Regions from separate parts of the Mus musculus genome. Here regions 2, 3 and 4 are each linked to region 1. Evidence: chromatin contacts called from public HiCAR-type and promoter capture Hi-C data. All regions are on one chromosome and are shown on one strand. The core of a region is the stretch at or near the end of the contact, and the rest is flanking DNA. Distances in the headings are between cores, read along the strand shown.

What was found. Promoter capture Hi-C pulls out the DNA fragments that hold promoters and counts their contacts. HiCAR-type assays count read pairs that join an accessible place to other places.
Region 2: a contact with region 1 is called in a HiCAR-type map of astrocytes, with 3 times the contacts expected there. The contact joins the promoter of Pet117 here to the promoter of Pcsk2os1 in region 1. A contact is called at or near these places in 1 of 39 promoter capture datasets (embryonic stem cells) and 1 of 115 datasets of contacts at active chromatin or transcription factors (astrocytes).
Region 3: a promoter capture Hi-C map of second pharyngeal arch cranial neural crest shows a contact between it and region 1. The contact joins the promoter of Ovol2 here to the promoter of Pcsk2os1 in region 1. A contact is called at or near these places in 3 of 39 promoter capture datasets (cranial neural crest, maxillary cranial neural crest and second pharyngeal arch cranial neural crest), 1 of 484 Hi-C or Micro-C datasets (embryonic stem cells) and 1 of 115 datasets of contacts at active chromatin or transcription factors (embryonic stem cells).
Region 4: a contact with region 1 is called in a promoter capture Hi-C map of neural stem cells. The contact joins the promoter of Mgme1 here to the promoter of Pcsk2os1 in region 1. A contact is called at or near these places in 2 of 39 promoter capture datasets (hippocampal neurons and neural stem cells) and 2 of 115 datasets of contacts at active chromatin or transcription factors (astrocytes and embryonic forebrain).

Annotation. Positions count from the first base shown.
Region 1 is chr2:143,546,229-143,549,478 of GRCm38.p6, reverse strand. It overlaps Pcsk2os1 (proprotein convertase subtilisin/kexin type 2, opposite strand 1), which reads left to right and starts at 1,642. Exons shown (of 3, transcript NR_040354.1): 1 at 1,642-3,074. It overlaps Pcsk2 (proprotein convertase subtilisin/kexin type 2), which reads right to left. Exons shown (of 12, transcript NM_008792.4): 1 at 2,815-3,250. The coding sequence starts at 2,988.
Region 2 is chr2:144,367,391-144,370,640 of GRCm38.p6, reverse strand. It overlaps Pet117 (PET117 homolog), which reads right to left and starts at 1,658. Exons shown (of 2, transcript NM_001164813.1): 1 at 1,484-1,658. The coding sequence starts at 1,579. It overlaps Kat14 (lysine acetyltransferase 14), which reads right to left and starts at 1,606. Exons shown (of 11, transcript NM_181417.3): 1 at 1,484-1,606.
Region 3 is chr2:144,330,352-144,333,601 of GRCm38.p6, reverse strand. It overlaps Ovol2 (ovo like zinc finger 2), which reads left to right and starts at 1,522. Exons shown (of 4, transcript NM_026924.3): 1 at 1,522-1,841; 2 at 2,481-2,698. The coding sequence starts at 1,742.
Region 4 is chr2:144,269,384-144,272,633 of GRCm38.p6, reverse strand. It overlaps Mgme1 (mitochondrial genome maintenance exonuclease 1), which reads right to left and starts at 1,730. Exons shown (of 5, transcript NM_028984.5): 1 at 1,562-1,730; 2 at 150-719. The coding sequence starts at 654. Snx5 (sorting nexin 5) reads left to right here and starts at 1,732. Exons shown (of 14, transcript NM_001199188.1): 1 at 1,732-1,933; 2 at 2,175-2,257. The coding sequence starts at 2,207.

The sequences.
Region 1 (3,250 bases), core at 393-2,892:
CAAGTATAGAGCAGTGCAAAGAGACCAAGAGAGGACAGTGCCTGGGAAACAGTCATACGAATACATTAAGGGCCGTCAAGCACAGCAGTTGACTGGATAAGGCAAAGAAGCCAGGAATACAGAGGACATTGGCTCTGAATACTTAGGTTCCCATGAGTGACTGAGGGTAGGACAGAGGGCAGTGGCTGTTCCTGCCTTGTGGGCAGCTGGGAGAAGGGAAGCTCTTTATGGCTGTAGCATCAGGCAAGATTTAGGTCCAGGTCTTGAAGGATCAACAGCATGTGATCCTTCAAAGAAGGAAAAAAAAAGGCTCATTGGAGGGCTCAATGCTCTCTGGGCATTGCACCACAAAGCTTCTTCAGGCACAAGTACCTTGTCATACATGGGTTAGCCTTTGAATACGTATCAGGGCAAAAGACTAGGATTTGGTTAGGAGGTACTATCTGAGAGGACAAGGAGAGGAAAAAGGAGACACCAAATCGAAAGCCTGTTCTTCATAGCTGAGGATTGCAGCTTGATATTGCAATACAAAATCAGTCAGTGACCTCCTCTCCAAGAAAGAATGGAATGAGGAGAAATAGTTAACCCCAAAGTATATGTGTCTTTCTGTTCAAAGTCGAACCAAATTGCTGATAAACCATAAGATTACCTTTATATTTCCTGGCTTCAATCTCACCATCACAACCGTTAAGCACTCACTGAGTTATTCATTCCCATTAGGAAAAAAAAATATATTGAAAAATTGACAGGGTTAGCCATTATCAGGCTCAGTTACACCTACCTTTCATTAGGTTTTTAGCATCAGATCTCAAGAATGTGTTTTCCAGGGGGAAAGAAAAAGGAGATGGAAAACCATTGCAGCAGATGGGTTTCCTTCCTTGTCAGAAAGGGCTGACACAGAAGGTACCCACAGGTAGGGTTACACAGGTATAGAAGAATTAAAGATCTTGCTGCCTCTTCCCTTCGTAGGGTAGCCCAGCCATAAAGCCCTGTCAACACCTAGCAAGGGTTTTCTAATAACAGAAGCATTCTTGCAGCTGTTGATATTAAATACGAATGCATCTAAGCAGGCTGGAAAGAGAACTCATGGGTTAAGGGTGCATACAGGTGCTCACACGGAGCAGTTCACAACCTTCGGTAATCCCAGTTCCAACCTACACCCCCCCCACCACCCCCCCACACGATGAGATAAATCTTTTTTTTTTCAAAAGGGAAAGTATGCAAGATCTCACAGTCAGATATCAGCTAACTATAATCACTCATTGCCAATGCCGCTAGGACGCTGGATTTTGCCAATGGGGGGAGGAGGGCGGAGCGGGGTTAGGTGGGGTATCAGCTTGTTTCAGGGTTGAATGTCGTTTGAAAGAAGTCTCCGTGGGCCAGGAGGCCAGGAGACTGTTCTATCAACAGGAACCTGGTTTCCCCTGCTCCACCCACACTTCTCTTCTCGGGAGCAACTAGTTCTAGGTGTGTGAGACCCGCCCGCGCGCCACCCGCAGACCTGCGCTTCTTCCAGGACCTCTGTGAAACTCGCTGCCAAACACAGCTGAGGTAGAATACGCGCCCGCCGCGCCGCTGGTGAGTGTAGGCGGGAGAGCCCTGCGCTCCTGAAGGAGTCATCCTAGTAGCTGGGAACTCGGCAAGAGACATAGGAAGTTCTGACAGAGGAGACCAGCCTGTGTTGCCCTTCTAGGGAGGGAACCCAATGCTCTCTCAAGCCTCTTTTCTTGTGGGATCAGGAGGGAGGGGACAGCCCACGGGTACCAAGCTGCATCCTTTGACCTTCCATTCCCCTCAGACTGGCTTCTCCTTGCATCCTCACTCTCCCCTAGCGGTGCCAGGTCCCCTAAGGACACTCCAGATCTGGGATACAGATATTTCGCAGGAAGAGCAGGTCAGGCATGCTCCCCGCCAAATGAATTATTCTCCTCTGTTCCCCGCAGGACGAGTACCCTAACTTATCCAGAGGTTGCCAGAGGCACCCAAAGCTCGAAATCTTATCCAAACAGTTCAACTTGGACAACTTCTTGGAATGGGGATCCCCGTGCTCTCTGGGGAAAACCGCGCTGGCTGCCCACACATCAGGAGAGGACACCTCGACTTTTCCGGGGGGAATCCCCCTCAGAATCCATCTCTCTTGGCAGCGAGGTGTCCTAAAGAAGCAAATTAAGAACTCTCCAAACAGGAGTGCGCTTCTGGAGTGGGAGGTCGTGGGCAGGAGCCAAAGCGCACAAGTTCAGCACTCGTTTTGGACAGAGAACTCCGTCCTTGTTTCCAAGTCAGAAAGCTCTTGTCCACTGGGGAAAAAAGCAGGGACTGAAAGTCGCTGGGAGGGAAGTCCTTAGGCGTGGGTCGGAAAACTGAGGTGAACTGCAACGCTCGATCTTTGAGCCATGTCGGTGGGAAACTATTCTTTCTCCGGGGCGTGGGGGGCTGGGAGACTTCCCTGGCAAAGCAGTCGACGTAAGCCCAGCTGCTCTGGACTCTATCCCTCTGTCCCTAGGCAGCCTGGAGAACTTGGTACCTCGGACAGCAGCCGGGGCGCACAGCATCCTTTGTAAGGTGCGGTCTTATTTTGCCCCCACCAAGTCAAACACCAACAAATTATTTCTCTGACCTTTCTAATACAGATGAAGGACATTTTAATTACATAACCCATGAAAGATCACCGGAGGCAATGTCGTGTTTGAGAACCGATGGCAGAATAGCTGCATAGCATAAAAAGACAGAAAACTTGCAAATCTGCAACGAGATTGCGCAAGGCTGTCCCTCCTCTGGAAACAACATGTGAAATGTATGGAAAAAAAATCTTACCTTTCGGACTCCAAAGCCGTGTTCTGCTGCAACTTGGCGAGCCTCTTCCTCTCCGTCTTTATGCAACTCCACAAGAAAATGATTCGTGAAGACGGGTCTCTCGGCAGACGCAAAAACCATCACACAGAAGAGGAACCCGGCCGCCTTCCACTGGGATCCACAACCGCCCTCCATCCTTCTTTGGGAGTGAAAAGTGGGGCTGTGAGGCGCGCAGGGTGGTGGAGCAGGGGACGAAGAGGGAAGATGCAAATAAAAAATAGGTATGTAGTTTTTGTTTCTGTTTTTCTTTTTTTTTTTTTTTAAAAAAAAAAATCTTTGTATAGCAAAAGAGGCAGAAAAGAAGCTTGGCAAACAGCAAATCTGTACGCTGTCCACCAGCAGCTGGCTGCCAGGGAAGCCGGGGAGTCGCGCAGCCCGGCTGGCTGGCAGGGGTGCG
Region 2 (3,250 bases), core at 409-2,908, 820 kb before region 1:
GTAACAAGATCTGACACCCTCTTCTGGAGTGTCTGAAGACAGCTACAGTGTACTTACATATAATAAATAAATAAATCTTTAAAAAAAAAACACCCAAACACATACATAAAACCAAGTTAACCATCTTTAAGTTAGGAACCATCTGTAATTGATGTCTACTAAGTTCCTTTGAGAGTTAAAGACAATGTCTGTAAAGTGAAAAACACTGTGTCTGGTGTGGGTAGACAGAAAACAAGCCATTATTTCCTTTACTGCCACCTTGAAGTTTTCAAGACATCTACCTTCCTCGATGTTACAGTAAGTCGCTAATGAATAGCTACTGGACAGCTTATTTTGGTCAGTATGTCTTGGTCACTAACTTCCAAGAAATAACTAGATCTTTGCACACTTCCATTCTCTAACTGTGATTCTCAACCGTTTCATTAAAGCCTTTGGCGTGCCTTTTGGAACACAGCTGAGTCTCCATGCTCCAGAGATCTGATTTAATTGGTCTGCTCATACTGTAAAAACTTCTCAGGGGAACAGAGTTTGAAACAAAACTGATAGCAAACGCTGTCTCCAAAACACATCAGGAGGACACAGACACCCTGTCTTCCAAGTTTAATTAGAACCACCATCTTTTCCTTTTCCTCCCAAGAAGGAAGTTTCTTGCTTCTACTCCAGAAGATATCCCTGGGGAACCATATTTTAATCCCAAATCTTTAATTCCTTGTGTGCTTCTCCATCACTGCACATCGACCCTGCTCCTCAAAATGGTTCTGAATTTGCAAGCCTAGTTTCATTGCAATTCCTAGTTTGTGAATACAAAGGTCGATGGTCTGGTGACTCTTGAGGCTTTCAGTAACTTCTGCCCATGGCAAATCCGATTCAAACCAAATAACTGTAAAGGTATTGCTTGAAAGGGCAAATACCAAGTACTGGCCAGCACAGTGTGGCACCATTATAAAAAGAACAATCTCGAGAGGTTATAATTAACTATGTGTTCTCAGTGTGCTCAGCGCACTAGCCAGCGTTGCAAACTGGAATGAGGAAGAGTCGGTTAGTCGCTGATTAATAAGCCAGTTATTCTCCGAAAGAAAGCCATTAAAAGAAAACGTGAAGGGCGCTCGCTACCTTTTATCCTTTCCAGAACCTAAGTCCAGTAGCAAAATGTTTTGTTAATGCAAGTTGCAAAAATCTCAAGTTTCTTTAGCCAAAGGCACTGGGGGGTGTGCTGGGTGTGAGCTGCTTTATCTCCGGATTTAACAATTCCTGGGTAAGGCTTTGTGGGCTGTGCTGCCCCCAGGGCCTCGAGCTCACCCTAGCAACTCTCTAACTCTGGACTACACCCCTGCCCCGAGGCTTCCGCCCCAGTCTCCCGCCTCGTGGCTGGGGGAGAGAAGTCGGCGTCCTGAACGCGCCCTTGCAGCCCGCCCGGCCCGCCACGCGCGCAGGGACAGCTGCGGGCTCGGCGCCCCGGAAGACGCGGTCACGTGACACCGACCTGCCGGTCCTGCCGCTGCTTCAGATGCACGCCGGCCACCGTGGCCGCCGTCAGCAGCACCGAGAGGCCCAGCACTGCCTTCGAACTCCTCGACATTCCCGCTCCCGGCCGCGGACTCGCTCCCGCGCCCGCCCCCGCCGCCGCCACAGCCGCCGCCGCCGCCGCAGCCGCAACGGGCCAGGCTCGACCTCTCGAGCGCAGAGCCGTTGCAAGTGCTATCGTCGCCAGGCTCTAGCAATCGAGCGCCGAGCGTAACCCCTGGCCCGCTTCGCTGCTTCTTGGGAGTGGCTGCCTGGGGCCCTGGCTTTCCTATTTGGGGACCGCCTTCACCAGGAAGTCGCAGTGCTGGGCTGCTTTGGAGTCGCGAGGGTGGGGTTGGGAGTGCCAGTGGAGTATGTACGGAGGACATCTGGTCGCTATGGGGCGACTGATCAGACCCTAAATTTTCTTAGAGTCTAAAAGCTGGGTGGTTGGTTTTTTGACAAGGTATTGCTGTGCAGCTCAAACTAGCTTCAAACTCGCAATCCTGCCTCAGCCTCGGCTACACCTTGTTGCCTACTAAACTTCTGTTGGGAAATGCACTGGGTCAGGCAAGGATCCGGACATGTTTAGCTCCTGTAATCTTAAGAAATGGCGTTGCCCGGCGTGGTGGCTCACGCCTTTAATCCCACCACTCCCGAGGCAGAGGCAGGCGGATTTCTGAGTTCGAGTCCTGCCTGGTCTACAAAGTGAGTTCCAGGACAACCAGGGCTATACAGAGAAACCCTGTCTCAAAAAACCAAAAGAAAAAAAAAATGTCGTTGATGCCCTTGGAGCCTTTCAGGAATGCTTGTAAGATCCTTGTGTCAGAGTAGTTCACAAGAGGCTAAGGATGGTGTCATTTGCACTTACCCCTTAAATTAAAAAAGAGACTTGGCTTCCCAGAACTTTTAAGTATTTGTGATGCCAATGAAGAATGGCATATCAGTAAATCACTCTTACCCAGGAAAGTACACATTCAAAGCTGCTGCTGAAAACCGATAGACAACAATGATAAGGCTCATTCAGGCCTTGATTAGGTATTCCCAGTGTTTCCCCAACATTCACTTCGTCTCAGTATGCTTTGCTCTTTCGTTCTCTGTTAAGTGAACCCAAACGGCATGAAGAAAATACTATTATGAACAGTTAGCATACTGCATTGGTTATATCTTTGGTTTTTTTTTTTTAATTAATTTTTTTGGTGTTTTTTGTTTGTTTCTTTGTTTGTTTGTTTTGACAGGGCTTCTCTGTGTAGCCCTGACTGTCCTGGAACTCACTTTGTAGACCAGGCTGGCCTCAAACTCAGAAATCCGCCTGCCTCTGCCTCCTGAGTGCTGGGATTAAAGGCATGCGACACCACGCCCGACTTTAATTTATTTTTTAAAGAATCTAGGTTTATTTATTTTTAAAGATTTATTTTATGTATATGAATACACTGTAGCTGTACAGATGGTTGTGAACCTTCATGTGGTTGTTGGAAATTGAATTTAGGACCTCTGCTTGCGCCAGCACAAAGATTTATTTATTATTATACACACCAGAAAAGGATATCAGATCTCATTTCGTGTGGTTGTGAGCCACCATGTGGTTTCTGGGATTTGAACATAGGACCTTTGGAAGAGCAGTCAGTGCTCTTACCTGTTGAACCATCTCACCAGCCCAGGTTATATCTTTGAATGTGAAAATAGAGTTTGGGACCAGTGACTTTTAGAATGAGAAGAGATTCAAGTTATTTTTGCATATTTCCCT
Region 3 (3,250 bases), core at 273-2,772, 780 kb before region 1:
GTGCCGCTATAGACATCTCTTCCTCCTCCAGTTCACCAGGATCAAAGTCCTTTACGATCTTAGACGACTTGTCTTGGAGGAAACCCATAATTCAGAGTTGATTCCCCGATGGGATGGGGTCAATCCTTGAGGGCGGATCGATAATCATGGTGCGTGCGCCTTCTCCCTTCCACAACCTCGCCAGAGCTGCGCCCCCTCTCTGTGTGCCCTGAAAATACGCCAGCCAAGCCCAGAAATCCGTTACCAGGCTGCTGTATCCCTAAAGGCCATTCCAAGGCGGAAGAAGGCAGGGACAGCCTCTGTGTGGATTCCCCGGGTCGCTGTGGCCAGGAGCGCCTCTAGTCCTGTTATAGGCAGGTGAGACTGGCGCTTCTCTGAACCGCAGACACCTGAGCACCCCTGGCCAGACGCGCCCAGACAACCTCCAGCAGTGAGCACTCGCCTGCTCACCCAGCGAAGCCGGGTTCCTACAACGATAGCTGGGCGGGTTGTTGAGCAACAAAGCTGTGGTATAGGGGCATCAGCGTACCCAAAGCGAGCAGGCCGCCCCTTGAGACTTAGTATCTTTTATCAGATCCCCCCCCCCCCACACACACACACTTCCCTCCAGGAATAAAGGTAAATAGGAAACAAATAAAAACAAAAAGCTCAAAGCTCTTCTGCGGTCTTCGCAGGCGGAGGAGGGGAGAGGTTGTATCAATTTTCAATCCCGGGCTTCCTGGATGAGTATTTTCCTGCCTCCGAATTTAAGGGTCCAGTTGTTAGGGGAGGCAATAACGGGAAAGGTAAAAGACAAGACATTCGCTTTAAATCTGCGTTCACATGAGATGCAATTAGCTTTTGTCTTGAGTCAAGGGACTCCTAGACTGTAAGGTTTCGGGGTGAAAGCTGCTTTGGTAGAACAAGCCCTATTTTCTTAGATTGAGTGGCACAGATCAGTAAAGTGACGTGCTCCAAAGATGTGGTGTTTTTAGGCTTTATTGAGGGGTGTTCTAGATGAAGGAAGCCTTAAGTTCTCAACCCCCCCTCCCTTTACCTGACAAGGATACTGCGGACCCTCCCCCCATCCGACCACCGAGATTCCAGAAAGCCTAGAACAGCCCCACAAGGTTCACAGTTAATATCTGGCTTGCTTGATGGAGACAAATCAACTTCGGAGGTGGGGGCCAACTCGTGGGAGACCCCAGCTCCCAGTCGGGCTGCATGGGGCAGAGAACCTGTGGCTTGTTTTAAAGACTTTATCCTATAAAGTGCATGTGATAGGGGTATGAAGCAGAGGGTTGATTTGAAAAATGTTCTTCCTTTTTTAAAAAGAGGAGGGGGGAAGAATCAGACGTTAAATTCTTTTGCAAACATTCATGCCTAAGGAAGGGCTGGATCAGGCAGCCCCGGCCGCCGGAACCGGTCGGACAGGTAGCGAGCTTGTTGACACCGTTATGTTGCAGGGCGCATGCTCACTCCCAAGTTTCCTGGTGCCTTTTCTATTCCACCTTATGAAACTTTTTCCCCGGCGTGGTCTCACGCGCGATTTAAGGCATAGGTGTCGCCGAGCCCGGAGGCTGCGAGTAACCTGGAGTGAGGGGGAGAGTACCGAGCAACGCGGCGGGGGGTGCAGGAAGAGGGCAGGCTAGGCGGGAAGGTGGGCTCCGGACTCCAGGAGCGGGGGGACCCAGGCGCCACCGCCGCCACTAGCGGGGAGCAGCGGGAGGAGGGGGCCGCAGTCGGAAGAGAGGATCCCACCATGCCCAAAGTCTTTTTGGTGAAGAGGAGGAGCCCGGGAGTCTCTGTCCGCAGCTGGGATGAGCTCCCGGATGACAAAAGGGCAGACACTTACATCCCAGGTGAGGAGCGCGGGGGCCGGGCCTGGGCGCGGGGCTCCCGGGTGGGGGCAGGGTGACTGCGGCCCTCCTGCTCGGGATCAGGGCTGCGGTTCCCACCCCTACTCCGTCTCGGTCGGGGTCACAGCGGTGTTGGGAGAGGGGAGCCAGGATCTAGGCTGGGAAACCTGGGACCCCCGGTGCTCTCTCCCTAGACAGGGCTAAATTGCCTGGCGGCAGGACCGTTGGTTGCAGCGCGGGCCAAAGTGGCCTGGAAGTGGGTGGAAGGCACTCGGGGTTCCCTTGCCCCCTACGTCCTCTAAACCGCTCGTGAAGGTCCGCTAACCCCTCGGGAGCGAGGCAAGACGAGGGCACACCCGCCTCCACGGGCGCGAGAGGAAACTTGGCGCGCGGGTTTCTCCGCGGCGCTTGGACCCTGGTGCTTCGTGGGTTGGCCTGAGAACCCGTCTCCCGACACCCTAAGTTAGTTCGAGGGGCGGATGGCTAGGGTAGACTCGTCTACCCTCGGGACGTCGCCCACTTGGCGAGGTGCCCAGGTCCGGGGCGGGGCGGCGGCACCGCCCGCAGGTCAAACTGCCGTGGGCGCCCGGGCGTGACGCCGCGTGTGGTTGAGTGTCGGGGTGCGGCCCCCTCCCTCCGCAGTGAGCCTGGGCTGTCTGCTCCGCGACCCGCCCGAAGACTGCCGCAGCGACGGCGGCAGTAGCAGCGGCTGCAGCAGCAGCGCCGGGGAGCCCGGAGGGGCCGAAAGCAGCTCGTCCCCGCGCGCGCCGGAGCCTGAAACTCCAGAGCTTCACGACGCCCAAGGCACCGATGGACATCTGGCAGCGATGCAGCGCCCGGTTGCCAGGTCAAAAATCAAGGTAGGGTGTCGACTCTGCCCCCGCCGCCACCTGCACCACGCCCTGGCGTCCGGCTCGGGAGCCCCGGCGCCCCTCCCTGCCGCGCCCGCCCGCGCACCGGAGCCCAGGCGCCGCGGACTAGCCCGCCACTCCTGCACCTGCCCCTGAGCCGCAGCCAGGCTCCTAGTGACCTGTCCCCTGCGCCACAGTGCCCGGGCCGCCAGCATCTTAAGCGGATCTAGACCCAGGGTGATGGCCCTGTCTGACGCCGCCCGTGGCTTTGGGAACCATTGAAGATAAAGCACAGATACCCCGCTTCAGCCGCCCACCCTGTGTCCAAAGCCAGACAATTACCTAGACAGCCCGAGATCTCCGGTAAAGAAGTGCTACCCAGGATCTTAGACGTAATGGCCTCTGACATAGTCCCTGGCACATTGAGCTCCTGCGTTTTGTTTCCCTCCTGTGTCTTAGGACACGGTGGACCTCGCAGTCACCGCTATTCCCAGCGCCCTGGTGGAGCCTGTTAGACTGGAAACTTGTTGTGCAGAGCAGTTTAGATTTGCCTTTTCTCTC
Region 4 (3,250 bases), core at 481-2,980, 720 kb before region 1:
TCTACGAAGATTAAGCAAATTAGCAGACATGAAATGCTATTTGAAAGTACTTCCTCAGTAAGATTTTTTTTTAAGCTCCATTCTTCTGACAGGAATGCTCTATCTCCTAAAAACCAGTGACCACACATAACCAGAAGCAAGATAATTACTTGAAGTATATTCTGCAAACCCGTCTTCTCCCAGCTCCAGAACCATCCGCTCTTTCCACCTCTCCAAAAAGAAGCTCTGTTCAGGTGGCATGGTCTGCTGAAGGATGCGGGTCACACTGGGTATCGAGTTCCTTTGCAAAGGGATCTTCAAAGGGCTTGAAGAAGCATCTGTGTGTGGTTTCCCGGTTCTCTCTTCATTGAAGATAGGAAAGCAGTGTTGTGGGACTCTGGCCTGTGGCTCCGGCTCTGCAGCCTTATGCTTACTCACTGGTCCATACAGTACATCATCTTCCTTGAACAACGACTCTGGAGTCTGGGCCGGGCCTCTGGACAAGACAGAGCGTACTAAACGAGAGTACTTCGCTTGGTCTACTGCTTCGTAAGAGTTTTTCTTCTTCTGGCTACACAAATAAGAGAAAGTGGAGAAACTCACAGGAGGGCTTGCTTTTACAGAAAATCTGTTTAACCTGCTAAGCAGCCTGCAGAAGGTCAGAGGCAGTTTCATTTTTAGACTTCGCCCCTCTAACTTTTCTCTAGTCTGGAAAGTTTAAAAGTGTGTTCTGTTCGTATCTGAAAAAAAAAAAAAAGTGGTGTTAGGTTTAAGACATTTTCTATATTAAAACCATCAAATTGAAAATCACACAAGAGCCGGGTGTGGTGGCGCACGCCTTTGATCCCAGCACTTGGGAGGCAGAGGCAGGTGGATTTCTGAGTTAGAGGCCAGCCTGGTCTACAAAGTGAGTTCCAGGACAGCCAGGGCTACACAGAGAAACCCTGACTCAAAAAACCAAAAAACAAAAACAAAAAAACCCACAAGAACATTAAAAGTGCATACACTAAACTTTTGACGTTTCCAAAAAAAAAGAGAAAATCATTCCCAAGTAAGATTCATGAAAATTGTAAGTGGCTTTTGTTCAATGTTAATGTGTTGGCCGTTTCGGATATGACACCTTAAATCTGAATGTGACAAGGCCTGGAGGCATAGACCAGGAAACTTAAGTTACTTGGGTGGCTGAGGCAGTATGAAATTGAGATTTTGGGTTAGCTTGGCTTTGTCTCTAGAAACAAAACAACTACAATCTGCCCCCCCCCAACAAATTCACAAGTCTTAATTAACAGTTAAACACCTACATCTACATACCAAACTCTTACTAAATATTCTGTATGGGCATCGCTCATCTATTCCTCACGCCGCCCTTTAAAAAGTGGGTGCTACTGTGACCTCGTGGTCCAGACTCGGGACATGTCGCAAGTGGGTCTGCACAGCCCATCCAACGTTAATTCCAGAAAATGATCTCTGCAGGTGTCTCCCATGGCTGCGACAGGACAAGCGTGGCCCTTCGTGCCCGAGTTTGGATAGGGAAGAGAGTATTTAAATAGAAGGTCGGTCAGCGGCAGGGTTCTAGCTGTACCTGAGATGCCACCACGCTGTAACACCCAGCCCGCAAACAACCCTCTCGGGACCCGTACTTTCATCGGTCCCGCGCTTTCCCAAAGCGAGGCGGCCCCAGCATGCACTACGGCGTTCCCGTCGCACCTGTGAGGCGCCATCCCCTCCACGCCCCCGAAGCAGAAGCGCGGGCGCCGTCAAGCCGCGCGTTGTCGCGCTCACGAGATCTCGCGCACGTCACCGCCGCTCGCCATCTTGGACTCTGGCTGAGCCATAAATTGCCCGGGCCGCGGTGCGCGTCCTTTCTCGAGGCGTGCCTCGCCGGCGGAGGGTTCGGAGCCCGCGTTCCCGTCGCGGCCCTCCGGTGCTGGTGTCCGCGTGGCGCGGAGCGAGGGTAGGCTCCCCGCGTAGCTTCTATTGCCCGGCTCCAAGATGGACGGCCGCGGGGACGGGGGAGGCCGCACTGGGGGAGCACGTGGCGTGCCGCTCGCTGGCCTGCGCCCGGGGCTGCTGGGATGGTGGCGGAGTCCCGCGGCCTCCAGCCGCCGTCCGGCAAGGAGGCCGGCGGAGGCGGGGCCGCGGCCGCCCCTGAAAGGCGCCCCGGCGGCGGCCCAGCCTCTTCTTTCCTCGCACAGCCACACGGCCCCTGCTCGAGGCCCGCGTCGCCATGGCCGCGGTTCCCGAGTTGCTGGAGCAGCAGGAGGAGGACCGCAGCAAGGTGAGATCCCTTCCTCGCTCGCTACCTGGGCTGGAGGTTCCCGCCGGCCTCCTTGGGCTGGGTGGATCTTCTCTGGGGCTCGGACCCCAGCAAGATCCCGAGGTTTTCCCTCAACCACCCCTTTAGAGATGGCTTTCCAACGGGGTGTCTCTGCACGCTCATTCTCTGACCAAGGAGACCCAGACAAGTGGGACCCCACTTCTTGAGCTCTCGGTGGGAAGCTGACCGACGCTCTGCCAGTCATTCGACTGAGGCTAATCCTCTGAAGCCCTTAGGAGCGTGGTTTTTTTTTTTTTCTTTTTTCTTTTGCTCCTAAAACTTAAATCGACTACATGGTAATTGGAAAGTGGATCAAAGTTTCGTTTGCTATTCCTATCTCCTTTTAAGAAAATGGCCTTTTCGTTTAAAATAGTGGGGAGATTTCTAACGAGTATCTGTATGTAGCATGGTTTTTGCAACTTGGGAACGCTAAATGTGTCCTCGTGGGAGTTGTAATTTTTAGTAAATCCTGTGTGTTGATATAACCCTCGGGCTGCAAATATCTTGAGGACTAATGCAATAAACAGGGATTGCTATACGGGCAATAAAGGATTCTACTTTTATTGGCTCTTTAAACTTGAATTTTCCACCGCACAGGTAGGTTATGAGTCAGTTTTGTGGACAAAATCGTCAGTAATATGGGAGCTCTTAGATTTTAATAAGAGCTGAATTAAGATTTCATTTTAAGTACCTTTGAATGGGCAAACATTTTTTTTTTTGTTTTTGTTTTTGTTTTTCGAGACAGTTTCTCTGTATATCCCCGGCTGTCCTGGAACTCACTTTGTAGACCAGGCTGGCCTCGAACTCAGAAATCCGTCTCCCAAGTGCTGGGATTAAAGGCATACGCCACCACGTCCGGCGCAAACTTTTTATCTAGTAAGTAAATACCGGTCTCTGGCGCACCAACCAGTTGGATTGTTCCAACAAGGGTATTGTATTGAAATAGAGCTTTGT